Linked DNA regions of Mus musculus: all the other regions are linked to region 1. The links are chromatin contacts, called in public HiChIP or PLAC-seq and Micro-C maps. All regions are on one chromosome and are shown on one strand. Each heading gives the region's core, a stretch centred on a gene start, on an enhancer-like site or on the middle of the called end of the contact. The rest is flanking DNA. Distances are from core to core; before and after follow the strand shown.

Region 1 (4,248 bases), core at 988-3,487:
CAGGTGGGGTGTCCTCACTGTCCCCTAGATCGTCCCCAGACTTCATGTGGAGGCATTGGGGCTAGGCTGAACTAGAGGCCAGGTAGACGTGGAGGTTTGCCTCTATGGAAAGAAACAGCTGATCCCAGGGTTCTCCCCTTACCAGCTGCCTCTCAACAGAGCTTCAGGCCCTGGCTACCCAGACTCCTAACTCTGGGCCCTCTGCCCTCCAAGGAGCTCTTGGCAGAGCAAGAACACTCCAACTCTTGGAGTTTAGCCTGTCCGTATAGACACTGGAACCAACATCACCCAGGGTTCCCTCTACCAACTCCTGGCTAGGGCTACTGCCCACTGCCAGAGCGACTGTAGGGCCAGCTGTCTCCGTGGCACAAGGCAGCACGGCAGCCCCCACAGACTAGCGGTGTCTTGCCCCCACCCCCACCCCCCCACCTCCCAGCCAGTTCCCAGTTTGCAGCAGCTGCTTCTCCTCCCCCAGCCTGGTTGGTGGGTGGTGGGTCTGGGCTCTGTCCACATCCTGTGCTCGGCTGGCCGGCTCCCTTCTCCTCCCTGCCACCTGCCTTATCCTCATAACCCCAACCCCAGCTCCTGAAACTCCACTTCAGGTTTTCTATGCTACAGCCCTGAGTGACACCACAGGGTCCAGCCCAACCTGGGATCCAGCTGATTAAGGATCTGCAACAGGATGTGGGGATTATAATAAAACCTGGCTCTGGACCTTCGGGGGCAGTAGGCCAAGCCTGGGCTCCAGGACTCCTCTCCCCTCCTCTCACTACCATGACCCCCAGCCAAGTTGTCAAGTGATGACAGTTCAGGGGGTCTACACAGTTCCAGCTAGACTCTGGGAAGTGAGCAAACGGGCTGGTGTCAAGGCGGACCTGGAGTAAGCCTGTCAGAATGGCAGGGTGGGGTGGGGAAAAGGAGTCAGTGATGTATGAAGTCTGCCTTGTACCCCCTAGCTCTTCTTGGGGTGGCAAACCAGCCTGATCTCCTTTAGAGAACCAATGTGACACTGGGACAGTGTGCCAGCACAGCTCCTGGGCAGAGGCAAACCAGTAAAGAAAAAGGTGCCCCGTGGGTTGTGTGAGACCCTTCCAGACAACAGGCCCTAGAGTTCGCCCTTGGCTACTGGTGTGGCTGTGGCCGTCTAACACCAGGATGTGAGGCCAGCTCCTGATGGATGAGCGGCTGAACTTGGAGCCTGCATCTTAGGACCCCCCCCCCCATCTGCTCCCCTCTGGTCCTCCTCTAATCCACACAGGTCCAAACAACCCTCCTTCTCAGATGCTTCTCCGAGCTTCTCAGATGCATCTTGAGTCCCTATTGGCACTGCTCAACCTGGCCCTCAGGATCCTAGAGGACCATCTGAAGTCTCTTGGGAAGCCTGTAGGCTAACAAGGACACACTGTGCGCCGCTTCCCAACCACCGAGAGAGAAGCAGCAACATGAGTGAGTTCAGGGGGCTCCTGGAGGTTACCTGATCCTGCTGAGTGACAGGCAAGGAAGGTGACACAAGGCTGCCCTGGTTCCTTTGCTTCCTGCACTGGGCCCATCACACGAGCCTGTATGTCTCTCTTACCTCCTTACCTGTGACTCATCACCCCAAGGACAGAGACAGAAGAGGCTGCACAGCCACAGTCTATGGGCATCCGCCCACTTCTTGCGGCTCTCTGTCCACTGAACTGGGGTGAGCTTCATTCCCACTTTACCCAGACCATCGTGCCTGGCCCAGCTGGGCAGAGGTGGAAGGGTAGATAAGAAAATAGGTTCTGAGTCCTAGAGACACCTACTGTGGGATGACACAGCTCAAACTCTCCTCCATGCCAGGTAGTACCGTGAGGCTACACAGTATACCCCAGGCCTCCAGAACACTGACCGCTACGCAGAGGGTCCAACCTCAATCCTAGGCCTGGCCTCCCTTCTCCTAGGCATCCTTCAGGGGCCCTAGTGACCATATCATTTGTGAGACGCCCTCTAGATCATCCCCTCCTCTGGTCCTCATCTCTGACCCCTGTTCTTGTTTGTAGGCCCTCTACAGTAACAACTCCTCCATCCACCTCATTTGACCAAGAGATCTACAGGACGGAACTACTGTTCAGCACAGTGTCTGTCCAATAAATATTTACTGAAATGAACACAGACCGCTAAGAGCTTCTTGCGTTGACTAGGGCTGAGCGGAGGACCCAGGGTGTGGCCTGACTTCTTAACCAGACCCTGCCTAGCTCTAAAAACCTTTCCTGCTTGCTGGGGTGGGGACTCCCTGGGTGGGACTCAATTGACACTGTGAGTGTCTTGCCCTCTTTAGCCCCAGGCTCACCTCCAAATGCCCTTCACAGGACTCTGCCCAGAGAACAAAGAAGGCCCCAGTTGTTCCTGCATTTCTCTGTAAGAGGAACAACTGTTGCTGGTCAGTCCTTTCTGAATAAACCCAGCAACTGTTTGCAGCGTAGAGCAATTTTCTCCCTCTGCCTTGTCCTTGTCCCAAAAAGGAGAAAAGGAGATTAAAAAAGAAAGATGGGGGAGAGCCCATACCAAGCCCCACAAACTCCCTACACCCGCTCTCAAGTCTGTCTGGAAATGTTATGAGCACAAAGAGCACAAGGACAGCCACCTGCTGTCCCTGACAACTGGGACAGCCGCAGCTAAGGGACAGGCTGTGAGATCAGGACCCAAAAAAAGGAGGTGAGAAAGTGGACGGTGGAGGGAGGCAAGGGGGGTTTGAAGAGGGACAACAGGAAAGATCAAAACCAAGAAGGTGTGGGGAGGGGGGCATCTGGCCAGGACCTGCAGGTACAGAGACCCATACAGCCCAGATGGCTCCTGAAAGTCAGGCAAAATGGAATGGAGGGGTGCTCTGTGGGACACTGGATGTGATGGGGGTGGTGAAGAGGGAGAGAAGAGGAGGACTGGAGAAGAGGGAACGAGGTCTATTAAAATCCTCTCAGTGCATAACACAAAATGTCAGGGTTTATAGCTTCATTCTTGGCTTTGCTGGGACTGAGAACCCTGAACAGAAATGTCACCGCTTGTCATGTTTAATCACCTGCTGTTTGTTAACACCTCCCCTGCAAGGAGCCTGTCTCAATCTGCCCCTGGGCCCCCAAGGGACCTGGAAACTGAAAACATCCAGGCTTCTTCTCAGGGGCTCTTAGCCCTGCCTCGGGTTCCCGGGAGCTCCTTCTGCCGCCATCTGTAGACTTGCAAGGAGTCCCAGGATGACCCTTCTTATCAAGAGGGTCATGACCCCACTGGCAGGAGCTGGCACGCTTGGCTTGGAAGAGCCTGGTCATCCATCGCCTGCCCTCCAGACTATCCCACCTGCTGCCTCCACCCAGAGCCTAGAGAAAGTCAGTCAAGGAAGGCCTGAACTTCACTGCTGCCAGCGTGACCATCAATGGCTACAGCACATCTATCTCATCTACCCTTATCCAAGCACACCGACTGTGGTTCTGGCTTGGTTCCCTCTCAGACCCCCTCCTTTCTGGGTTGTTTAGGAATGCCCATCCCTACTGCTTTGTAACTTCTCCCTCTTGGGCAGGGTAGATATCTGTAGTGCCAGGGTGGTTATGCCCCAAGTACCCTCCAGTCTCCCTAAGAACACTGCGATGCTCCCCACCTCCTAATTCATAATTTGGTCAAATCCGGCAAAGCACTCAGGTTCTCTCAAACCCACACAAGCAAAAAGGGGGCAAACCTAGTTCAGGGTTCAGGCTGAGCCCCACTCCATCAGACAGCTGTTTGCAAAGCAGCCACTCTGCTCTCCATAGTTCCCAAGGTAACCCTGTGAGTTCTAGCAGTGGGGGGCTGTTCCTGAACTGACTAAAGTGGTCTCTCAGTGGGCCATGGGAAGCATCTCCCTCCTCCTCCTCCTCCTCCTCCTCCTCCTCCTCCTCCTCCTCCTCCTCCACCACCACCTCCTCCTCCTCCTCCTCGGCCTTCACAAGAGTACACTGTATAAACATGAACCTGAAGACGTGTCTCCTAGGAGAACAAAGCTCATCTAGATGGCTGCCACAAGTGCTTCTGTCTGGTCTGCTCACCTCTATCTCACCAGGGACGAGTCAGTCAGAGGGTCCCACCCTGGCAGCCCTCCCTGGGGACAAGTGGAGAGTCCCTTTCTCGGGGACTGTGAAGGATCAAGGCCTGCAGCAAAGTAAGTTTTCCTGTAAACCTTAGCAGGCATTTGCATCAGCCGCTACAGTGCAGGGTGTGCCCAGGAGGAGTTCAAGGGGACAAAGTGGACTTAACTGG
Region 2 (4,248 bases), core at 860-3,359, 290 kb after region 1:
TAAAACTTATAATGCTCCCCTCACAGGTGGGGTGCGGTGTATCACACCTCTAATACCAGTACGCTAGAATAGAAACAACAGCAAAGACCAGCATGGGCTATGCATTAAGTTGGAGGCCAGCGGGAGCCACATGAGACTCTGACCCAAAAAGAAAAATAATAATTAAATAAAAACCCAATATGGTCTAGCCAGATGTGGAGGCATAGATACACCTTTCATCCCAGCACTTGGAAAGTGGAGGCAGGCAGAGCTCTCTGAGTTCCAGGGCAGCTGTAATGATGCATATCTATAGTTCCCGAAGTCTGGAGACCTGCCTGGGGGAAAGACTGATTTGAAGGTCAACCTGGAATATACAGTAGGACCCTGTCTAAAAAAAAAAAAAAAGATAGCTGGTGCCAGCTAGATGGCTCACAGAAAAACTCACACAGAGCAGGTTTGGTTTCCCACAGAGACGTGAACACAGAAAATAAATAAAAAATGCAAGCTGGGCGTGGTGGCGCACGCCTTTAATCCCAGCACTCGGGAGGCAGAGACAGGCGGATTTCTGAGTTTGAAGCCAGCCTGGTCTACAAAGTGAGTTCCACGACAGCCAGGGCTACACAGAGAAACCTTTTCTCGAAAAACCAAAAAAAAAAAAAAAAAAAAAAAAAAAAATCAAAAAAAAAAAATGCAATCATCCTTTTAAACTACTGTTAAAGTTCTTGACTTTTCCAGGCATGGTAGCACAGGTCTGTAATCCCGGACAGTCAGGAGGCCAGGCCCAGGCTCTGCTGTATGAAACCTTGTCTTAGGAGACAAACAAAAAACCATTTTGGTGACTCACACCTGTAATCCCAACACTGAAGGCGCAGATTCAGGAAAGGCATAGCAAATCTGAGGCCAGCCTGGTCTACACAGTAAGTTCTAAGCCAGCCAAAGACTACGCAGAAATCCTGTTTTGTTTGTTTGTTTGTTAAGTTCAAAACCAAAAAGTAAATAATGCTGGGTGGAAGGACTCATGCCTATAATCCCAGCACTCAGATGGTTGAGGCAGGAGGACAGGCCAGGAGTTCCTGGCCAGCCTGGGCTCTAATGGAAGTTAGGGGCTAGACATTAACATCTGTTCTTCCAATGCCATCTTCTTACAAGGTAGCTGTGAGGAGGAAATGAATTCATTTATAAACTTAAAGTGGGAAGGCTTGGCCTGATGGTGATCTGCAATCCTACCCCATTCCTCCCAGAAGGGAGGCAGAGGCAGGAGGAACCCAGCAAGCTCAAGGCCAGCCTGTTCTGTACAGCAAGACCCAGTTTCAGTAAATAAAGCAACTGTGTAAAACCTTTGTGCCTAAGCTTTGAATCTGATACACCAAGAAATTCCAACCCTGAGTAAAGAGTCTACATCTGCTGCTTGGTGGTAGAGCTAGCCTTCAGCCTTTTTAAAGTTATACTAGGACTCGTCAACTGGAACCGAAATACTGAAACATCCAAGTAGTTTTTTGCTGTAGGATTCAGACCCTAGTGGGGCCTCTTTCTCATGGTGACTTCATGCAAGGTACTCAACTCTGTGCCTCAGTTTCTTCACTTATTGAAAGAGGAGAGAGTATCACGACTATCGTGTAGACTGCTAGGGCAGCATCCACACTTGGCAGCCTTGATGAGTTAAAGGACAGCCTGGGCTACACAGTGACTTTGAGATCCCTGTCTCTAAAACAGTATCTGATGGCTAAGCCCAAGGTCAATGGGAAGACACTTGCCTGCCATTCACAAGATTCTGGTTTGTTTTTCTCCCCCTAGAGCCAGAGAGTGCTAAAAGGTACTTGATACAAAATAGTACTTAGAACAGGGACCATTTTGCAGATCAAAGTTAATGTTTCCACGTTGGAAATTAACGAGCAAAGGCAGAAGACATTTAAGAGTCGCCTTTAGACTAGGAACCCAGGGTTCCCAGGGATTCCCCCCCAAGCCCTTACGCGTTCAGTCGCAGGCTCCGCCCCCTTTCCCTCCTAGCCCCGCCCCTGCCGCCCCAGTCCCGGCCTGCGCTAGTCTCGCGCATTCTCGGCGCGCGCGAGCTCCTCGACTAGGGCCGGCCGTTGGTCAGGCGAAGCCATCTACCGCGTTACGTAGGGGGACTCGGAAGGCCGAGTGGCCGTTCTGTCCTTCATCTGTCAGTTTTTCAGACCCAGCTGTTTTCATTGTTGCGTTTCTTTACTTTTTTCTATACGCCGAAGAGCCTGCTAGCATCCGAGCCTCTGGGAGGAGAGAGCGCCTGTGGCTTCCCTCGGAGAGCGCCCCTCCTGCAGGGAAGCCAGTGGGAGAGGCCGAAGGCGGGCGAGGGCGGGAGGCGGCCCTAGCGCCATTTTGTGGGCACGGAGCGGTAGCGCGGCTGTTGTCGGATTCCTTCCCGTCTGTGCTTCCTCCTTGTGCTTCCTAGCAGTGGCCTAGCGGGTAGGTTGGTCGCCAAGGCCGGCCTGCGTGCCTCGAGTGTTGCTTCGGAGAGGCCCGGTGCGGCCTGCGCCGCGGGGAGGGAGCGGTAGAGCGGGGCCTGGTTGGCCTCGCGCAGCCGCGTCGTTAAGGCCTAAGCGCGGGCAGTAGCCGGAGCGGGACGCCGGGCCTCTGCTTGGCTGTGAAGCCACGGGCGGAAGTGTGTGGCCGCCCCGGGTTTCCAGGCGTCCTAGTCCCTGTAGATTGTCGCTTTTGAGAATAACTGTTGTCACCATGGGACTTGGACCTCCGCGGGCCCCACCCTGGGCCCAGTTGAAAGGGGGGGAAAATCATCAACGTTGTCTGTCGCGCACGGCCTTCTGGGAAGCGGCGGCCTACCTCCCGGAGTAGCCGTCGTTGCTCCCTCGACGCCTAACTTTAGCCAGACCTTTCCGAGGATGAGCACCAGAACTGCTAGATAACTGTTCTGATGTCGGTGTTCGTGCTCCACCAGCACAGGGAGGGTTCCTCAGATCCCAATGCTTGGCTGGTTTTTTCCACGTTAAAGCACGTGCTAAACCCGATTCAGGTCCAGGCTATAGAAGAAACTTAATTCAGAATGGTTACGAAATACGGTAGCCTGTAATCTGTGCGCTCCAGGTAAGAAATGACGAGTGCAAGAAAAAAAATCGGGGCAGATACTTAGTTCTTTAACACCTTGTTTTTGTCTGGCTTTGTAGCCAACGGGCCACATGGTAACACTGTTGCCATTTTAGCACCGGAAGCTTATAGTGTGCGCTGAGAAAATAGAACTGGCGGGCAGAGCGCCACATGAACACCGGTTTTCCCTGTGGCTGCCCCGGAACTCAGTAGACTAGGCCAGCCTCGAACTCAAAAAGATCTGCCTGCCTCAAGAGTGCTGAGATTAAAGGCGTGGGTTATCGTGCTCGACAAAAATCACATTTTTTTTTAAAGATTTATTTTATTAATATATGTAAGTACACTGTAGCTGTCTTCAGACACTCCAGAAGAGGGAGTCAGATCTTGTTGCGGATGGTTGTGAGCCACCATGTGGTTGCTGGGATTTGAACTCTGGACCTTCTGAAGAGCAGTCGGGTGCTCTTACCCACTGAGCCATCTCAACAGCCCCCAAAATCACATTTTTATTTTAGAAAATACCTTTTCTCTATTTTTTTTTCAGGGATGGCAAAAGAAACATTTTAGGTAGCAGGAATCTTTTCAGGAAGTGGGAATAAAGTGGTGTGATAATAGCCAATTATGAAAAGATAACTCCTCTGATTTTCTTGCTCATTTCTTTTTCCTTTAAGAGATTTAAGCAAAGATGTCTGAATATATTCGGGTAACAGAAGATGAGAACGATGAACCCATTGAAATACCATCAGAAGACGATGGGACGGTGTTGCTGTCCACAGTTACAGCCCAGTTTCCAGGGGCATGCGGCCTGCGCTACCGGAATCCCGTGTCTCAGTGTATGAGAGGAGTCCGACTGGTGGAAGGAATTCTGCATGCCCCAGATGCTGGCTGGGGCAATCTGGTATATGTTGTCAACTATCCCAAAGGTTTGTTAATCATTTTGGTTTTGCTGTATTGCTGGCCATGGTTAGACTTCCGTGCCATCTTAATTTAAGTGAGACTATAATATCCAGGGCTTCATGTGTGCTGGGAGAATAGTCTATTGTTGAGCTCCAACTTGAGGGTTTGGTCGTTATGGAGGAATGTTTCCTATGACCCTAACTTTTTCATAAACTTTGTTTAGACTTAGACTACTCTGGCAGGTCAGCAGTTTAAGTAAATGGAAATTGAAAAGCAGGATTCTTTTTTTGAGGA
Region 3 (4,248 bases), core at 828-3,327, 260 kb after region 1:
ATTGGATGAGGAATATCACCGAGCAGAGGGATTACAGGTAGTTTTCATTATCGTCTTTAGATTTCTTCTGTTTCCATAATTATCTCGTGTTGCTTTTGAGGTAATTTTTTTTTCCCCTTAAAGTCTCAGCTGATGGGAGGCGAACGCCCCTTGCAAGAGACAGCTTTCGAAGCCTGGATGTGGGGGGCTCTCTCTGGTGACATAGCGGTTGCTACTTTCCTTTTGAGAGGTTGCAGCCTTCACGGCTATCTTTAGCAGCAGATCAAGGCCGAGCCTGTGGCTCTGAAAGGCAGCTCACTGGGGAAATAAAGTGTCTAAGCCTGGATGTGCAAATTGACCTGGGTCGCTTTGGTTTCCCATTCACGTCTGCACTTTGTAAATATTTGCCTGCATCCCACTGCTTGCACCTGCTTTCTGTCCCTTCAACTTTATGGGAGGCAGCAGGCAGCATCGCAGGCAACATCGTTTCTGCATCCCCACCTGGTGCTGCTGCCGAGCAAAAGAAACAGTTTCCCTCCGAAGCCACAGGTGTCTCTGACAGCGCCTAAAACTAATGGCCTGTGGCTGGCTGCTGTGACTAATTCCCTGATTATCGACTTTATGATTTTACACTTAAAACTTCTTTATAATAACACACAGAAATGTTTAATGGGCTCTATCCAGAGCCATAAAAATTACTTATTGAACAAGCGTTTTAAAACTATTAATCTATTGTTTTCCATTAATAATGGCTTTCCAAAGAACAGGCGACAGCTTAATGTATCCTCTGCGTTTTTCTCCTGGAAAAGTGGCCTTTTAATACACAGATGCTGTTCCAACTCCTGAGAGGCATCGCCGCCTGGCTGACCATCCGAGGGCCAATTCAGGATTCAGGACACACCAGTCCCAGACAGCACTTTCGAATTCCCAGACAAAGTCAGGCGTGGTGGCTCACACCTGTAATTCCAGCTCTGGAAGGCTAAGACAGGAAGGAGGACTGCCATGAGTTTGGGGTCAGCCTGGATTGCACAGAGCTCTAGGGTAGCACTGTAGTAACCACAGTGTATGACCCTGCCTTCAAAAATAAGGGAAGGGAAAGGAAAAAGTAAAAACACTTTGAGATGGGAAGTTCCCCCCTCAATTTCTCTATTTTTGTACAAAAGAGGAAAATTGTGGGTGTCTGACTTGCAGCCTCTGTGACCAAACTCAAACAGGAGATGAGCATATTATCTCTGTTCTAGTTCCTTCTAGAAGTTTCCCACTTTGCACTGGGTAAGCTCATGGTTCAAAGTTTTCTGAAAGTGATAACTTTCTCAGCCCTCTTTCTGGCTGCTTTAGGCATGAGATTCTCCCACCAAGCATGAGATTGTGGTTCCCATGGGTAAGACGCGTCCTCTTCCAGAGAACCTGGGTTTGGTTCCTAGCACGTATGTGGTGGCTCACAAACATCTGTAATCCCAGTTCCAGAAGATGGACACCGTCTTCTGGCCCCTACTAGCAATGCATGCACATGGTATACAGACTTATGTGCAGGCAAAACATATGGGTATACACATGCAATAAAGGTTTAAACAGGAAAAAGGAAGGAATTGTGGGTCAGCAAAATGGCTCGATGGGCTAAAGCTACTTGCCACTAAGCCTGATGACTCAAGTTCAAATTCAGATCCACTTAGTTAAAAGGAAGAAATAGTCCTGCAAGTTATCCTCTGATGGCACTGCTTTGTTTTGTTTTGTTTTTTCCTTCGAGACAGGGTTTCTCTGTATAACCCTGGCTGTCCTGGAAGTCACTTTGTAGACCAGGCTGGCCTTGAACTCAGAAGTCTGTCTGCCTCTGCCTCCCAAGTGCTGGGATTAAAGGCTTGTGCCACCACCACCCGGCTGCGGCACTGTTTTGTAAACCCGTGCGCTTAAATGAGCGTGCGCACATGCGCGCGTTTAGGGAGTCTACTAGCACCTGACAGACACTTCAATCAGGGTGAGCAAGTATCTATTAGGAGTCTCCTAAACATGTACTAGAGAGTCCTTAGTCCTGGAGACACACAGCAGCTATCTGCATGGAGCCATGGTCTGTGCCTGCTCCCCAACTACCTGCAGGTGGCGCTAGTGACAAGCATGTGAACAAGGGTAGGAGGCCATTTTAAGTAGGTACCAGAAGAGGAAATGGGCTGAGAGCGCAACCAGGACAGAACTGTCTTGGGGAAGGTCAGGGCAGCCCTGGGAAGAAACCAACAGCATGAAGCTTTCAGGGAAGGCCGCCCTTGTGCCCTGGGGTGAGGGACGAATTGGGGATCTCCCTTAGCAAAGGCTCCAGCCAGTCAATGGCTGAGAATTGGAAAACCCAGGTTTGAGAAGATGGCTTACCCGGCAGGCGCAGGACCCCGACCAGCCACTGCTTCAAACCCTGCACGTGACTACTCGGGATCTGCAGGGTCATGTAGTCTGAGAAGCACTCGACCTTTTCTGTGAGACAAAAAGATACTTGTGAGGAGGCAGAGAGGACACAAGAGAGAGAGGGGAAGGGAAGAAGGAAGACTGGGCAGGCCTCCTTTCGATCCTGCTGCAGTAGACCAGCTAGGAAACGGGTCACCATTGCGTCTAAGCAGTGTGGCATGGAAAGACTGGGAACGGTATGATTTACTTGTGAGTGTAGACAACGGTGTCAGGACATCTGGGTCTAAATCCCCACTGAGCGCTCCTGTGTGTGTGTGTGTGTGTGTGTGTGTGTCTGTTGCTTACTCTGTTTCTTCCTGGAATTGATTAAATGATGATGATGATGATAACGATGAGGATATGGACAATGATGACGTTAGACAAGAGTGATGGTAGTGATTACAGATACTGATAGCGACCCCTGAAAGGAAATAAAACTTGAGACATGTGATTCATGTAATTTATGTCAAATAGCCCAAAGAGTTGTTTGTGAGCTTTAAAACCTGGGGCTGAGAACATAGCAGAACAGGCCAGGTCATGCCCGGGCAGGCCCGTCATTACATGTCCTGACTGGCCTAGTGCCTCCCTATCTCCTGCCCTTCTGACAGTCTGTTGATGTTTAAATGGACCAATCATGTGAAACTGCGCCAATTCCTCCCCCAGCCCCACCCCTTTTCTATAAAAGTCCCTAGCTTCCAAGCGTCAGGGTCGAAACCACTGTCTCCTGCATGAGATACATTTCGAACCGGAGCTCCGCCATTATGGCTCCACCATGTGGTCGACACCTCTGTCTCCTGCGGGAGATATGTGTCAGCCCAGAGCTCCGTCATTAAACTACCTCATGCTTTTACATCAAGATGGTAGTCTGTTCGTGATTCTTGGGTGCACGCCGGACAGAAATTGAGTGGGGGTTTCCCACTAGGTTCTTTCACCCTGACCTATGCTCTCTCCCAGTGTCTGATCTTAGTCTTCATTCTTGTGCCAGGATGAACTATAAGTGCCAGTAACACCCTTCCTGCAGTCTGAGAGTTCCTCTAGTGAACCTGATGGCCCCACCCCTGTTCTTATGCCCTGGTCACATCTCCTATCTCCAAGATGAGTGAATAATGAAAAACCTGGAGGCTGGGGACAGTAGATGAGCTAACTCCCACTGAACAAGCATGAGGACCTGAGTTCAAGTCCCCAGCACCTATGAAAGGACCATGGATGGCCGAATGCACACTCCCACCCCTGTGCTGATGGGTATAGAGACAGGGAGACCACGGAGGTTTGCTGGCCACCAGCTTAGCTCCAGGTTCCATGAGCAAGCCTGTCTCAAGGGATAGGGTGGAGATCGAGGGAGAAGGACAATTGACACCCTCCTCTGGCCTCTACAGGTATGAAGGGAGGGGCACAGATACCCAGACCTTTGCATATATCATACATGTACACACACACAATAAATTAATTTGTAAAAAGTGGGAGCTGGTGAGATGGCTCAGCAAGGAACAGTCCTTGCCACCCAAACATATTATCCTGTCAGCCCGAGTTAGATTCCCAGATCCCATAGGCCTTAGGTTTCCATTGCTGTGATAAACGGCCTGACCAAAGGAAGCTTGAGGGGTGGGGAGGGTTTATTTCAGCCCACAGGTAGCATCCATCATAAAGAGAAGACAAAGCAGGAGCCGCATGCAGGCGCCCAAGCAGGGGCCATGGAGGGCGGGCGCTGCTTACCAGCTTGCTCCCCATGGCTTGCTCAGCCTGCTTTCTTATACCGCTCAGGAGCAACGCCTAGGGGATGACACTGCCCACAGTAGACTGTTCCCTCCTATGTCAATCAAGAATCAAGAAAGTGCCAGG

What was found. A called contact is a pair of places that touch in the nucleus more often than the background predicts. HiChIP or PLAC-seq counts read pairs in DNA pulled down with a chosen protein or histone mark.
Region 2: a Micro-C map of embryonic stem cells shows a contact between it and region 1, with 2.6 times the contacts expected there. The contact joins the promoter of Tardbp here to the enhancer-like site in region 1. A contact is called at or near these places in 5 of 39 promoter capture datasets (the HPC-7 cell line, cranial neural crest, frontonasal cranial neural crest and 2 more), 2 of 484 Hi-C or Micro-C datasets (CD4 T cells and embryonic stem cells), 3 of 115 datasets of contacts at active chromatin or transcription factors (effector CD8 T cells, embryonic stem cells and memory CD8 T cells) and 2 of 9 other capture datasets (liver and pancreatic islet).
Region 3: a contact with region 1 is called in an H3K27ac HiChIP or PLAC-seq map of embryonic stem cells, with 14 read pairs. The contact joins two enhancer-like sites. A contact is called at or near these places in 9 of 39 promoter capture datasets (the C10 cell line, the HPC-7 cell line, cranial neural crest and 5 more), 2 of 484 Hi-C or Micro-C datasets (cerebral cortex and embryonic stem cells), 15 of 115 datasets of contacts at active chromatin or transcription factors (the 230-238 cell line, craniofacial prominence, embryonic basal ganglia and 6 more) and 2 of 9 other capture datasets (embryonic stem cells and pancreatic islet).

The regions. Positions count from the first base shown.
Region 1 is chr4:148,911,395-148,915,642 of GRCm38.p6, reverse strand. All of the region lies in intron 4 of Casz1 (castor zinc finger 1), which reads right to left. Gm15969 (a long non-coding RNA gene) reads left to right here. Exons shown (of 3, transcript XR_003955174.1): 2 at 1,259-1,446; 3 at 2,025-2,073. Among named protein-coding and RNA genes, the nearest start is that of Gm15969, 4.3 kb to the left of the region's middle. Within about 2 kb of position 2,237, at least 22 of the 459 cell types and tissues checked have an H3K27ac peak or open chromatin away from gene starts, as enhancers often do. A contact at or near this core is called in embryonic stem cells, where this site is marked.
Region 2 is chr4:148,624,857-148,629,104 of GRCm38.p6, reverse strand. It overlaps Tardbp (TAR DNA binding protein), which reads left to right and starts at 2,109. Exons shown (of 6, transcript NM_145556.4): 1 at 2,109-2,424; 2 at 3,729-3,980. The coding sequence starts at 3,743.
Region 3 is chr4:148,653,035-148,657,282 of GRCm38.p6, reverse strand. It overlaps Gm572 (predicted gene 572), which reads right to left. Exons shown (of 12, transcript NM_001368835.1): 3 at 2,341-2,439. Among named protein-coding and RNA genes, the nearest start is that of Gm572, 12 kb to the right of the region's middle. Within about 2 kb of position 2,077, at least 20 of the 459 cell types and tissues checked have an H3K27ac peak or open chromatin away from gene starts, as enhancers often do. A contact at or near this core is called in embryonic stem cells, where this site is marked.